Linked DNA regions of Zea mays: region 2 is linked to region 1. A link is a contact called in public Hi-C data. All regions are on one chromosome and are shown on one strand. Each heading gives the region's core, a stretch centred on a gene start, on an enhancer-like site or on the middle of the called end of the contact. The rest is flanking DNA. Distances are from core to core; before and after follow the strand shown. Region 1 holds the start of LOC100125644 (Growth-regulating factor 6). Region 2 has its middle 38 kb from the start of LOC103629394.

Region 1 (7,606 bases), core at 3,742-6,241:
CATTGTGTGGCTCTATATACCCTAGAACAATCTTGTTTTAGTAACATTGCGAACTTTGGTATCTGAGCAGCAGGAAATCATCTTGCCAACGACCTGAACCCCCGTGTACCTGACCTTGCCGAGAAGCTGTCTCAGTTGTCAATGGGCCCCAACAGGGTGTCGGGTTTGGGTTCCGAGAGGTTTGTTAGAACCCATGAGAACGCTGCCAAGCGCCCCTTGCCCGTGGGATCCAGGGCGTGGCATGGTCCAGCTGACCCCTTCCGGCGCCCATACGAGATGCCAGGTGATAGAACTCTCCTTCCAAGGAATCTCGTTCGCTGAGGCTGTGAAGCTCTTCGCAAGAAACATATCCAACGCTCGCTGTCTTCGGAGCTACTCTTCCCCGGCTATTTACCTCGCAACAATAAATAAACAACCAAACTTCGTTTCCAGCAGTGGGTGTTGCTCAGCATTGTCTGTTACCGTGCTTGTGCGTGACGAGGATAAGAGGCGTCCGGGTTTGTGCACCCCCCCCCCCCCCCCGGGTCCTCGAGGGCTCCAGGGCTGGTTGGTTGCAGCATGGCCCGATGTGCCTCCATGTGATATCGTTTTTTTAATTATGCTGTGCGATGTGTGATTGGTAACACTGCTTCAGTTGTTACCGCTGCTTGTTCAGTGGGTTTGTATGAACTGTGACATGCTCCGCTAAACGTTATTCTAAATACTGGTATGCAAACATGTCGAAGGTGAACAATCAATGGTGTATGTAGAGTAGACTTAAATGGTAACTGCCTTGTTTCATTCTTTACAAGCCTACTCTAGTCCCAATTCGCATGGTAACTGCCCTATTTTGATCATACAGATTGTTCTTTAATCCCTTGCTATAGTGCATTGTCACGTTGCTTACTGCCGACTGCTTGGCAGCTACCTTCATGTGTCCTCCACAGAACAAAATATCAGACAAGCCCTTTTTATTGCACGTCCAGTTTTAGAGCGTATACGAGAACATACCTGATGCCATCAAGCAACTTAATAGAAGAAAGCATCAGGACAAACATCTTGTTGAATAAAAAAAGAGCTCGAAGTAGGCTAGAAAATGTTACATTGTAAAACAGGGGTAGTGACGTAATTGTTCCTTTAAACTATATCTAAAATTGAGTCCATAAAAAATAAAATAAATTAATAACATAATGATGTGATAGTGATTTAACATAACATGACTGGCTCGCTTAAGCTCACAGCGAGCCACAAAAGTAGACCCGGCTCAAGCTAGCGAGCCTTGAGTTTTTTTTTTTCAGTCCTAGCTCGAACCTCATCCATTGTTTTGGCACCAGGATCGGATTAAGTGATTTTTTTTCATGGGGATGCACTTTTGATTGCTGGCCATCACTAGCAGCAATAAGATTCGGAGCAGGAGGAGAGACATACCCTGCAGGACCCTGGGCAACTACGGTGACACTCTCCTGCAGACGACGTGACGTCCTCTCTCTCTTCTGGCGGTCCGGGCATTTCGTGGTCGGCCGTTGGGGCTCAGGGCGTCGCCGTGGGCTTTGACCATGGCACGGCATGAGGCGACACCTGCCGGCCATGCCGACGACTCGCCAGAGCAGAGCACCAACGCCCGCAGCCGCAGGCAGCAGGCGGCAGCCTTTTTGGTGCGGCCACCTCCGCCTGACGGACCCAGCTGCCTTGCCTATACGATGCCACCAGCCACCCCGACCTGTCTCGTCCTCCCGTTTTATTTCAGCTCAGCTCAACAAAAAAGCTGCTGCCTGCCAACTTGGGAGCCCATTCCTCCGCCCTTTCCAGTTCAGGTGCAGGTTCGTTCCGGCTGCGCACGAGACACGAGCCAGAGCCACGCTCTCACGTGCAGTGTCTGTCACCTCGCAAGTCGCAACACCTTCTAAGACACCACAGAGGTATCCGATTCGCCATCTGGAAATGCACACGAAACACTCGCATCATCTACTAAAACGCAAAGACAGACTGACGGCGGGCGGGTTTCATTCTCGGTCTTGAGGGGTACAACAAATACAAAGCACGCTACTAGTACAAACCATAGGAACAGGAAGGAGCCGGCTCTTACACAGAGACTTCTGTTCTGTTCTGTTCTTAATGAGGTCGGTACAATACACTACGGCAAAACAAATAGGTAGGACGAGGGCGTAGGCGGCGGCGGCGTGACGATCGATCTCCACTCCAGGCGACAGCGCACTAGTGAGCGTGAGCGTCCACCGTCTAGTGGCCGCCCGATCGACGGTTCCTCGTCAGTCGCCTGCAGAAAACAAGTTTCAGTCAAGCATGATTCGGGCAGCGAACAGAATCAAGAGTTCTGGTTTCTGAGATGCAGCTCACATCTGGGCATCGGGATGGAGATGGAGAGCTGGGTGGTGGAGGAGGAGAAGGAGGTCCTGCCGGCCCGCGGCGCGCCGTCCATCTCCGGCGGCCACGAGTCCGCCCGCGTCCCGGGCCACTCGTCGAAGAAGGGCCGCAGCGGCTGGTTCTGGTTCTCCTGCTTCACGTTCCCGAGCATCCCACCACTGAACGGCTGCTGGCGCTCCTGCTCCTGCGCCAGCGAGGCGATGGTGACCTGCCCGAGCTCCCGCGGCGGCTCCATGTGGGAGTGGGACTGGGAGTAGGAGGCGTAGGCGCCGGGCAGGAGGCCGGAGTCCCCGCTCTTCGTCGACAGCGTGAACGGGGGCACGCTGGACGCCAGGGCGGAGTGCCACGAGTTGTTATCTGATGGAGAGTCGATGGTGAAGCCGCCCCTCGAGTTGTTCCCCGATGACGCTCCTGAGAAGAAGCTCAACTCGCCGCCGTCCGGTTTAGCTCCGAGAGGGTACCTGCTGCACAACCAATTGGTTACGGATAAGTATGTACGTTGACGATCACAAGCTGCTGCTACAGATAGGGGATCACGATCAAATACTCCTTCACAGAAAGTTAGGACTCTTAAATAATATTACTTTAAAAATAAATAGGAATAGAGTCCGATCCTAATACGATTCCATGCTTAAATAAGCTTAGTTCTCAAGCTGCTGCTACAGATATTTACGAACTGACAGAAACTTGTCAGTCCAGCACCCTTGCTTGGAGTCTGGTAATGGTGCCTTGCCTCTACAGCAACCAGCTAGACATGGGTTTGCTTGGTATGTAAGAGATGAAGTTTATATACGGGCGATAAAAAATAAATTGATAACAAGTCAGTGTACAAAAAATAGGAGGCTAATGAGAAAAAAATCTGTCAGAAATGAAGAGCTACTTGTTGTTCAGACTTGAGAGCATATAAAATTTATATCGTATACAGACAACTAAGATAGCAGAAGCAGGCAGGGCCCTGGGCATAGCAGGCACGACAGTTTCACTTTACAGAAGAACAGCAAAAGATCTCTATTATATTGCAAGAAGCAAGTGGCAGGAGTGCTTTTGCCGTTGAGTCAATACACCCAAGTGCTGTGAGCTATGGTGTGACTATCCTTTTTGCAAACAACCGTGTAAAAAGAGAAGCGGTGAAAAAACCATAGCATCATCGTCAATAATGGTCCCAGCTAAAATGACAAGGCAGGTAAATCAAACAACCTATTGTAGCAGCTCCATGCATCCTGGTGTAACTAGCAAGCAGGCCAGGCAAACCCAATCCCATGGCCATTCGACAGCTAGCAGCTAATAAGAAACAGCAAAAAGGGGGAGGGGATAATGTAACCATACTTGCTACCATAACGATAGTGAGCATTCGAAGCATCGACGCCGAGGTGCGACGAGCCAGCAGCGCCGCCGCCGAGGGACAGGCCGTGGACCTTGCCCCCCGCCGCTGCAAGGGGCTCGAGAGGCGCGGTGGTGGTGACGGTGGACAGCTGGGGCGGCGACGGGTGCGCGGGCGACGACGACGAGGCGGTCTTGGATTCCACAGGCTTTCTTGAACGGTTGCGGCCACGGTGCATGTGGCGCTCGCAGTACTTGGAGTCGGGGTGCGCCTCCTTGGAGCACCGCCACTTCTTGCCGTCGGTGCGGCGGCACCGCCACGGCTCCGGGTCCAGTTTCTTGCCGTAGTAGGCGTAGTAGCTCACTGCAGGCAGGAGGAGAACCACGTATAGCTATAGGGGTGAGACTGTTGAGCAGAGCGAGAAATCGAATCCGCCTCCCATCACACAGCCCTAGCTAGTGTGTGTGTGTGCCGTGTGCGCGTGTGTATTCTAATCCAATGGTGTACTTGCTAACTGGGGGGGCAGATCGAAAGCGCACCCCTAAACATTTGACCAACCCAATGCAAAGATGCTTTTGTTTCTTTCTCCTACTTTGTTTAAAAGTTTGAATAATAAAGACTCCCCCCACCCATCCCGTTGCTTGAGCAAGCAGGAAAGGAGGTGCATGACAAAGATCCGCCCCCACCCCTCACGCCTCACCCCGCATAGGCGAGAGATGCCAGATGCTAGGCCGGCGCATGGTTAATGAATCATCCGACGAGATAAATCGCGCCAATACCCAACCAACCAGTCACAGCACGCACGCACGCACTTGAACGGAGATTTCTGATATGTATATGTACACACGGCACGATTGGAGGCGGCAGCGAAAGTGGAGAGAGCTCACGGGACGGGTGGTGTTGGTGGTAGAAGGGCGACGCGGCGGCGGGGCCGGCGAAGGAGAAGGCGGCGGCGGGGCCGGGGCGGACGGGGAGGAGGAGGTCGGGCGGGACGGGGACGCCGGCCATGAGGTACTTGTAGATGAGCGCCTGCTGCTCCAGCTCCGCCCACTGCGCGGCGGTGAAGACCGTGCGCTGTGGCGGGGGCTGGTGCGCGTACCCGCCGCCGCCCATCCCCATGGCCGCTCCCGCGGCCGAGGATGCCGAGCTCAGCATCGGTGCGGGCCCCGACTCCCGCGTTCCTCCTCCTCCCCTCCCTTTGGACCGGCCGGCCGACCGGGAACGGGACGTACGGGCGGAGGCGCGGGGAACGGGCGGCGGAGAGAGGGGGGAAGGGGAGGTCAGGTGTGTGTTGGAGGGCTCTTGGTGGCGGCCATTAATGGAATGGAAGCGAGGGGAGTCGGTTAGGGGCGGGGGATCTGCTCGCTTTGGATTTTTTTTTGGTAGGGTTGGACACAATGGATATGTACTACTCAGAGCATCTCTAAGAGACACTCCATTTTCGACTCTCTATATGACACTCTATTTACCTCTTTATAAAGATCACATTCTATATGTAGCATCTCACTTCAACAAACTATCTATTTAGTTTGGCTAGTCAGCGGCTAGTCAAATTTGGCTAGAGAGGGAGCCAATTTGAAGACCCGGATAGCTTGCCAAGTTGGATGACTAGTTTGTTGGAGAGTTATTTTGCTATTGAATAGCCAAAATTTAGCTTCCTGAGCTATTTGACTAACCTCTTAGAGATGCTCTTAGATACTATCTAACTGGTGGTTCTTTAAACACTAGCTACTGCTAAAAAACTCATTTATAAAATTCGATATATCTATGTTTTACATCTTATTCACTAAAATATCTTAAAATATGACTCAATTATATCAGTTGTTAATCGTATCTAGACTTAAATAACCATGTTAAAGACGTTTCTTCATCAAAATATGTCTCTTATTTTTTGTTTGTATTTAAACTATTAGATACATTGTATCATTAATGTGGTTTGTAGATATCCTTAAGCGAGTGTACGGCGTTTAATGTACAGTAGTAGTGTAACAAACAAGTAGTATATAGTATAGCACCGAGAAGCGTACTCGATGTATGTACACCAGCTGTTTTGTACGTACGGGCGTCGGGCACAACACAACACAATCACCACCTCAAAAGAGAGAGAGAATACAACAAGTAAAAATCCAAGGCTTTTACTACTTGCAGCCCGTACGTACGCGGCGTTTTGAATGTGTGTTGTGGACGACCAAGACCAATGCAGGCGGCTACAGCGACCCCAGTAAAAAAATCTTGGCGCCTGCGAGCGTTTTACCGCCCTGTTTCGCGCTCAGCTTCAACAGGAGCGGGCCCGGCCCGGCCCGACGCCGAGAGCTAGAGAGAGGGGGAGCGGACGAACAATATTCAAGATAGACTAGTAATACTCATGACTCACTGATTTATTTAGTTTGGATTAAATTGTTTGAATTTTTGTATGAGCTAAACCAACGTCCTAGCTCGGTTTCTTAACGAGCTAGCTAAAGCTAAGCTTAAACCAGCTCGTGAGCTAAACGAGCTTCCACTTCCCAGCCAGTTAACCGACCCACTACCCACAACCATAGCCTATAGTCCAGAAGCCTACCATGAGGCCACTAGCCCACCTAGGGCTAGAAAATCAGCTCGAGCCAGCTCGAGCTCACAATGGCTCGTGAGCTCAAAACGAGTCGAGCCGAGCCTCTTCTTCAAGCTCGCTTCTCTATCGAGCCGAGCCGAGCTAGCTCGTGTGGCTCGCGAGCGGCTCGCGAGCTGAGCAAAAACCTAGCTGCCCAGTCCCTTAGTCCTAGCCTAACTGGCAACTGCCCAACAACCCAAGTGCCTAAGCGGCCAAGCCCAACAGCCGTCTCTCCAACTCGCGAGAACAGTCCAACTAGTCCTCTGGTCCAAGTTCCGTCCAAGAGTCCAACCGGTCCAAGTTTCGTCCAAGAACCAGACGTCACCAGACACAGGAACAGGAGGCTTCGAGAGTTCGAGCCTTCGACGAATCGACGACACCGACGAACGACCGCCACGCGCCACTGGCCCTCTGGTGCCTCGGCCCTTCGCCGGCGCCGCCGCGCCGACCTGGATCTAGACGTGGGCGACCAGGCGTGACGACCACCGACTGCCGGTGCGCCGCGCGTGGTTGATCGGCCATCTGCTCCAATCTCTAGGCTCCAGCGACAAGCACACCAGGTTAGTGCTTACTGCTCTCCTTCTTTCCTTGACTGCTTGACTCCTTTCCCTTCTAGGCTCATAGATCATAGTTATAGTTTATGTGATCCTATCCTTCAATGAATCAGTACGAAATTGAGCATCTGACCCAAAATTCATAACCCTAACTTAAGCACTTAAGCTATTTAGTTATAGCTTCTGTCCTTCAATGAATATGTCATTCATCCTTCAATGTTCAATGAACCAGATCTGATATAATTAAAAGTATTTGACACCAGACAAACTGAAAAACAGTAGTGCACCCCTGTAGGCTGTACATTTCACTAAAATTCACTTGCACACATTATTATTCACATGTACAATAAATTTCAATGTCTTGGTAATTTGGTATTGTTTGCATATTGCTAAGTGATGGAACCTTTATCGGTTCATTCAGTTGTGGCAGCGAAATGGAGGAGCGAAAGAGACGAGACTGATTCAGAGAGCAACTCCTTCGACAAGAATGATGACATGTCTGAGGATGAGATGACAGTGCTAGGTGGGAGAGGTGAGGATGTTGTTAGAGTTGCTGAATGCAATGATGGTGGAGATGTGACTAAAGTCAAGAAAAGGCATAGAGGAGTGACTAAACCAGTTAAGGTTGAGGGTGGCAGCAAAAGCAAATCCAAGGTTTGGGAGGTTTTTGATAAGGTGAATGTGCCAAATCCGTCCGATAAGGAGAATCCGTTATTAAAGGCAAAGTGCAAATATTGTAAAACACTTTATAGTTATGCACAAGGATCAACAACAATGACA
Region 2 (7,606 bases), core at 2,062-4,561, 600 kb after region 1:
ATTCAGCTGATAACGAAGTCGATGCAATTGATTGGAGGACACTCATAATTAATTAACTACGAAATCCCAGTGTTAGGACAGATAGAACTGTTCAACGTATAACTTTCAAGTATGTTTTAATGAGTGATGAAATCTACCGTCGAACGGTCAACGACGTCCTACTTAAATGCTTGGGCCCAGGTGATGCTATATTAGCCATGGCCGAGGTACATGAGAGGATTTGTGGTACCCATCAATCAGCTCCAAAGATAAAGTGGTTATTGTGAAGATCTAGCTTCTATTGGACTAACATGATAGCTGATTGTTTCAAGTACTACAAAGGATGCCAAGTATGTCAGAAATTCAGCGACTTACAACTTGTCCCTACAGCCGAAGTACATCCTATCATTAAACCTTGGCCTTTCAGAGGATGGGGATTGGACTTTATAGGAGAGATTCATCCTTCATCATCAAAAGGCATCTGTTCGTGTTAGTTGCCACGGACTATTTCACCAAATGGACAGAAGTCGTTGCTCTAAAGAACACGACACATAGGGAGGTAATTGAGTTCATAACTGAGCATATTATTTATAGATTCGCCAATCCCCAGACTTTGACCGCAGACCAGGGGCTTCTTTTATGTCAAAGGAGGTACGTGAGTTTGCTAAATTATATAGAATTAAATTGCTCAATTCATCTCCATATTATGCTTAGGCCAATGGACAGACCGAGTCTAGTAATAGGACATTGATTAGTCTGATAAAAAAGAAGATATCTGATCATCCTAAGCATAGGCGAAAGATTTTGTTCGAAGCTTTATGGGCTCATAGAATATCTAAACATCGTGCTACTAAAGTATCTCTGTTTGAGCTTGTCTATGGGCAGGAAGTAGTGTTGCATGTAGAGATAGGTTTAAATGTTGTCAAGTTCGCTAGGCAAAATGATCTAACTATTGGTGATTATTATAATTCAATGATGGACAATATTGATGAAGTGACCGACAAGAGAGTGACAACTTTAGGAGAAATAGAAAAGGACAAGATCATGGTTGTCAATGCTTACAACAAGAAGGTTAAGGCTAAATCATTCCAAGTAGGGGACTTTGGTATGGAAGACCGTCTTGCCTCTAAGGAGCAAAGATTAGAAGTTTGGTAAGTGGTTGCCAAGCTAGGAAGGCCCTTACAAGGTCATGCAGGTGATACCCGGTAACGTCTACTTGTTGCAAACACTACAAGGCAAAGACTTGCCCAAGGCGTTAAACATGTGTTTCCTTAAGCAGTACCATCCTAGTATGTGGCAAGATGCCTAAGAAAACCGATGTGATCACATCGATTTAGTTTTAGGCGTGTGCTAGTGTTTTTGGTTCGCTCAACTCCGCCAAAAAGCATGGGGGCATTTGTTGAGCACCACTGTTGACCGGGCAGACGGTCCAGCCCTAAGGCTGGACGGTCCGCGGTGGTGGCACGGACGGTCCATGTGCGCGTAGAATCAGCTATGATTCCGAGTTTCTTGCGGGATTTGTTAGCTAAATCTGTGGGATTAACTCGGGAATCAATTTGTAACGGGTCCAGACCTCCCCCTATATATATGAAGGGCTACGGTCGATTGGAACACCAACAATCGATCAATCAATCAATATACATCTAGTTTTTTACCTTTTGCCCTAGGAGTAGACAACAAATTAGATTCTTCTCTCTAAATATTTACCTCTCTCCAGCTCTACGTCGATTAGAGGCATCTTGGGTGGCCTGCCCAAGAAAAAGCCTAGGATCTCTCCTCCCCGACGGGGTCTCTCCTGGGAGCGAGATTAAGGCGCTACCAGCGAACTCCGCCACCTCTGCGCACTGGCTCGTCATGCAGGAACCCGAGCCCCTGCGTCAGGTCGCAGGTCGTTGGGCCCCGGGCCACAGACCGTCCGCTCCTCCGCAGAGAGCACCGCCGCCAGTTCTCATCGTAGTGATTGGCGCCCGGATCGGCGCCAACAAGGGGTTCGTGTTATTTCATAAGATAGGAAAACAATTGTACAAAATGTACGCAAAAGGGGAGAAGACACATAAACCACACACTAATGCCTAATATGCAGGTAACATATCAATATCTAATAAAGAATGACTAATAGTACCTCTGCATGGACAACTTCTGCAGCCTCTTCTTGGACCTCTTCAGCAAACATGTTATAGCATGTGTGAGAACCTCGATTGCTTGGTGGTCGTCCCTGCCATCACCAAAGGATGGCACCAAGGCTTTGGCATGTGCCTTAACACACTCTTCCATTTTCATCCTTGCCTGCTGCAAGTTTGCAGATATCTCTTCGGAAACATCCACCCAGACTGGGGTAGTAGCCCGACTGCCATAGCACCTCTGCTGCAACACAAAAACTAAATAACAGTTCTGCATAATTCATCTTATGACCAATGAGGTATCCAAATAGAAACACGTCAGCCTTCCAACCCACTATTACAGCTTACTGCATAAGGCACTAAACACTGACCAACATGCAATAACAAGTCTTCCGTTCGCTCAGGTCGTTGATCACGCAACCGGACGAACGAGTGGACGACACGGTGGAGAGACAGCAGTTTTGAAATGCTATAGTTTTGAAATACCGTAGTTTATAATTATAAAAGACAAATACTTTAGTATTGCCTTATCATTGCCTAAAACTGAGGTCGTGTTTGGAAGTAAAGTTTATTAAAACCATGATTTCTTATATATGACGGTATTCAAATGTCATAACAACATGTATTTAAATACAATATCTAAAACTACAGTATTTTAGTGTAACTTTGTAAGGAGCTAGTCAAGTGATGAAAGCTTTAGGTTGGAGTGGAGTTTCAAATACTTTAAAAATACCATGATACTCACAGTTCTGCAATTCTACGATTTTGAAAACAAAGTATTTTGTAACACAAACAAACACCTCATTCTATAAAATACTGTGGTATCTTTAAAAATCATGGTATTGTCCAGAAACTTTAAAAATATTACGTTGCCAAATAGGCCCTAAGATGTGTTTGGTTCCATTAAAAACCTATAGTATATGTAGAGAAAAATAGAAGAAAACTGAGGATTTGAGTGAAACTTTTAAGACTTCAAAAATAATACAGTTTTAGATACACTATGATATTTAAAACCGTATTTTACCTGTACCAATTAAACACCTTCTATTTTTTAATACATGGTATCATCGAATACCATAACATTGCCCTCAAAACTGTAAAAATGCAAGCTCTCAAATAGGGCGTGAGGGGGCATTTCTCTCCTTCACCACCAACGAAGAAAGGACGGCACGAAGCGTGCCGAGCCATTGGGCTATGTTGACACTGGACCTGAATAGGCTGTCAAAGTGTAAGCGTGTGAGATGGGCTGGACTAGTTGTCCAGTGGGCTATCAAGGTCCAATGCTTCTTTGTCATTTGTTTTTTGTTTTTCTTCATTTCATTCACGAGGACTGACGACGAATCGTCATACCGTTTCGGTATGGACGGGAAAAGCACTTCTCAATTGCAAATCGTCAATCGAGATGTGCACGGCGCCACGGCCAGAAGAAACCAGAATCTCGGTCCGATTTTCTTTCAAGCTTTGCACCGCAGTCCCTGTAGCACGAAACAATACATTTGGAACAGCACCTGTCACCCCGTCTGACAATAAGGGCATTAGAGCTAATACTTAGCTGTGAAAATTAGCTAAACACCTCTAAATAGTCTAGCTAATAATTCAACTATTATTTACTTTTAGCAAATTAGACTAGTAATTTTCTAGTCAACTATCTATTAGATCTAGTATATTCAATGTTAAGGATTAGGCATTATCAGTTTTAATTTAATCCAAAAAATCAGTATGATGTTGTGACAACATGTATGTGCATGTGTGTATCATTACTCACATAAGCAGTAAATAACAGTAAAACATGCACAAATACGAAAAACATATTGTACCGTGCAAATGTATCGATGCTCAAGGCAGCATTGGCTCCATTCACACCGAGACATCACGTGTGTATGTTCGATGTAGACGCAATCGATACAGACAGATGTACGCAATGCAGTCCCTCAAATGGCGCCGACGATGAAGAATCGAATCAGCGTTGGTCGAGCGGATGGAGCGAGCAGTCGTGAGTATACTCCCTAAAAAACTGATCGCCCGCACACCCGTGAATGTGTAGCTATGTGAACGGCGATTTCGGAGGCCTGCTCTCCCACTCTCTCTCTGCTCGCATAAGGTGGGATGGGAATGGGCTGAGTGCAACGCGTCTGAGAGACTATTCACGTGACTAGAAGAGCGTCCACCTCCTCCGTAGGGAACGGACAATAACGGTCGCCATAAGAGCCAGAAACCAACATCCATTACAGTCTGTCCGTCACTAGCCATAAGACATGAAACAGACAGTAACAGACGATCATCACTTTAGATAAAATGTACAACCGTTAGAAAGAAATATTCAGACCAAGGTCCAATCTACCACAAGCCTCTGCCTCGGTCAGCGGCGCGCGCGCGTGACAGTCCTTCATCCATTTCTCAATAGATGCACCAATGGTCCACCTATGTGTTTGGTTGTAATGATAGAGCGGAATGTGATAGAGCGATCCCTTAAATAAGGTTATTTGGTTTAGGATCAGGGGTTGAGACATGACTATCTTAATTGTTCATCAAAATTTGAGGGACGAGAGAAGACGTCTAGGGACGTCCCTGTCCTTTCTATCCCGCAACCAAACACATCTTAAGTTGATTGATTTGTCCCTTGAACTTCTAGTATGGTACTAAATTATTAGTACACCGTAGCATTAAAGTGGGCCTTTAGCATTAACTATTATTGAATATTAATTTGGACCAAACACACATTAATCCAACATTCAAACGCCACACTAAAATTAACTTTTAGTGGCCCTTATTGCCATCGAAAATTAACTTAGCTGATAGAAGTTTCTCAAATTAATGTAGTGTCAATATAGTACTTCTTCCATTCCAAAATATAGTTCTTTGTAGCCCTCTTTTTTCGTCCATATTCGAATGATTGTAGACAAAACATACAAACTACATTCATAAATTGATTAATGAATGTGTGCTTAACCTAAAACAAATTATATTTTGGGACTAAGGGAGTAATTAGTAAACTAAGGTCCTGTTTAGGAGAGCTTCACTTCAAGAATTTTAAGTTTATTTTAGTTTCTTATATCCAAACAGGTCCAGTTCTATGAGTTGTAGCTTAAAAAAACTGAAACTAGAGACCGATTTCATGAAATTTTCAAACTACTCAAAGGGTGCTTCAAAAACACTACTTTCATACCTCCTCGTGAAGTTGCACAAAAATTACCCACCATGTTATTGGTTACATGATCTACCGATTTATGTCTCTTCACCTGCTAATCATCAAGAGTAATTAAGGAAACTCGCACACATTAATTGTATTATAGAAACTAGAATCCATGTGCAAGCCAAACACTTTTGAACCTTGTCTTATCAATATGTGAAAGTTGTTTTGCGGTGAAGTTGGAAAACCTAAGGTGTCATTCTTGAAATGAAGCCCTCTCAAACAAGGCCTAAGGGTGTGTTGGTTCCGAATTTTTTGTTTTTGAGTCCTTTTTGTGTCAAAAATTTCCAATTAGACCCCCAGAAAACTTAAATGCAATTTTGGACCCATTTCTCGGCGTCATGAGCTATGGCGCCGAGTTTACACATCTCGGCGCCATAGATCTTGGCGCCGAGCTACCTGACGCGCTGTCGTCCACCAGCTGACGCGGCGCCGACGTGACACCGAGCTCGGCGCCAAGATCTATGGCGCCGAGCTCGAATGTTTTACCATAAAGCTTGTCTAGCTCAGTTGATAGAGATTAAGGCTCTCAACCTTAAGGTTGTGGGTTTGAGCCCCACCATGAGCGTTCAATATTTTTTTGTCTTTGTCACTGATTTGTTTTTTATTGTCCAGATTTTTTCGTTTATGCCGCTGATCTGTCCGTGCGTTCAATATTTTTTTGTCTTTGTCACTGATTTATTTTTTTTATTGTCCAGATTTTTTCATTTATGCCGCTGATTTGTCTGTCCAGATTTATTTCTCATCTATATTTTTTTGCTTTTGAAATCGTCATTATACGAATTTTGGCCCATACAGCTTGCGAATCGATATATGGTCACATCGCTTTACCTGCAGGCTGTAGACGTGTAGTAATCGCAGGCGCACAGCTATGAGTAAAACTAGAGTTTAGTGAGATCAAACGGATTTAAAATATATAAACTAATTATAGAATGATAAAAGTAATATGCACTAACCACAAGCAAAAGATTTTTTTAAAAAAGAAGCGTGTTTCGAGAACTGAGATGGCATTTTCAAGAATACGGACTATATATTGGATGGCGCTATCATATAGAGGAGTAGTATTTCCTTTTATATATACGCAGGAATATATAAAACACGAAATAACCTTTTCGCTAGAAGAGGTCAAGCCATCAACTAAAGCATATGCCATGGTTAAAAGAAAGGAAGAAAGCACGTTGTACTCAAGCTAATACCTTTTGTCTAAAAGTGGTATTATTTAGACAAAAAAAAAGTGTGACATGGATCAGCAATTTACCTCTTCGAACTATTGTTATGCTATATTTTCTTTTCTCGGGCAAAAAAAAACAAACGTCTCGCTCGGAAGTCTCACAAAAAAAATTTGGACGGACAAATCAGCGACATAAACGAAAAATATAGACAAAAAACAAATTATTGACAAAGACAAAAAAATATTAAACGCCCACCATGGGGCTTGAACCCAAAACTTCAAGGTTAAGAGTCTTGCGCTCTACCGACTGAGCTAGACAAGCTTTGTGATTACACATCCGAGCTCGGCGTCATAGATCTTGGCGCCGAGCTCGGTGCCATGTCGGCGCCACGTCGTCCGGGTTGTGCCAGCGCAGGACTTACCTCGGCGCCATAACCTATGGCGCCGAGCAAAGGGTCCAAAAATGACATTAAAATTTTCTAGGGTCTAAACGTGATTTTTTTCCGAGAAATGGCTAAAATACAAAAAATTCGGGTGTTGGTTTTGGCTTTTGCTCACTAAAAATCAAAGGGGTAGATACAGAAAGCAGCTTTTCCTAAAAACTGACTTTTCTCACAGTATATTATATATATAGAGATAGAAAAAACTTTTAACGGTTTTTAGTGGGTTCTACTAAACAGTTTTATTTTTAACAGCTTACATCAACTTTTTTTTAGAGCTTACAATCCACAACGGTTTTTTTCGACCACAACCCAACTAAACATACCCTAAATCAATGACATGTAACAATAATACGAGTAGACGTGCAGTGAATAATATATGCACTTGAGTAATGTATGTGACCAGCCCAATATTCTTGTCTACTACGACTAGTATCGCCTGTGACGTTATTCCTGCAAAAATCAAAGCAGTCACGAAGAAGACACTAATTAATCAAACTACTCATGCATCGATAATTGGATACTACCACCACTACTTAAAAATGGCTATAGTTGGTCATGTGTCACCAACCACCAAACGACGACGGCAGACGTCATTAACTAGCTCCATCCCGTCCGGTGTTGTACTAGCTTTCGAACGGCCTTCCGTGCTCGCGGGGTAGGGGCCAATGCCCGCGCCTTTACCGCCACTCCACCCGGAATTTCT

What was found. A called contact is a pair of places that touch in the nucleus more often than the background predicts.
Region 2: a Hi-C map of tassel shows a contact between it and region 1, with 5 times the contacts expected there. The contact joins the enhancer-like site here to the promoter of LOC100125644 in region 1. A contact is called at or near these places in 4 of 25 Hi-C or Micro-C datasets (ear, leaf, leaf mesophyll and 1 more).

The regions. Positions count from the first base shown.
Region 1 is chr6:69,499,833-69,507,438 of Zm-B73-REFERENCE-NAM-5.0, forward strand. LOC100125644 (Growth-regulating factor 6) reads right to left here and starts at 4,992. Exons shown (of 3, transcript NM_001112575.1): 1 at 4,570-4,992; 2 at 3,688-4,045; 3 at 2,167-2,825. The coding sequence starts at 4,837. The coding sequence ends at 2,303. LOC100274101 (Serine/threonine-protein kinase MHK) reads left to right here. Exons shown (of 19, transcript NM_001354976.1): 19 at 71-519. The coding sequence ends at 321.
Region 2 is chr6:70,099,345-70,106,950 of Zm-B73-REFERENCE-NAM-5.0, forward strand. No RefSeq gene overlaps it. Among protein-coding and RNA genes, the nearest start is that of LOC103629394, 38 kb to the right of the region's middle. Within about 2 kb of position 3,312, at least 15 of the 20 cell types and tissues checked have an H3K27ac peak or open chromatin away from gene starts, as enhancers often do. A contact at or near this core is called in ear, leaf, leaf mesophyll and 1 more, where this site is marked.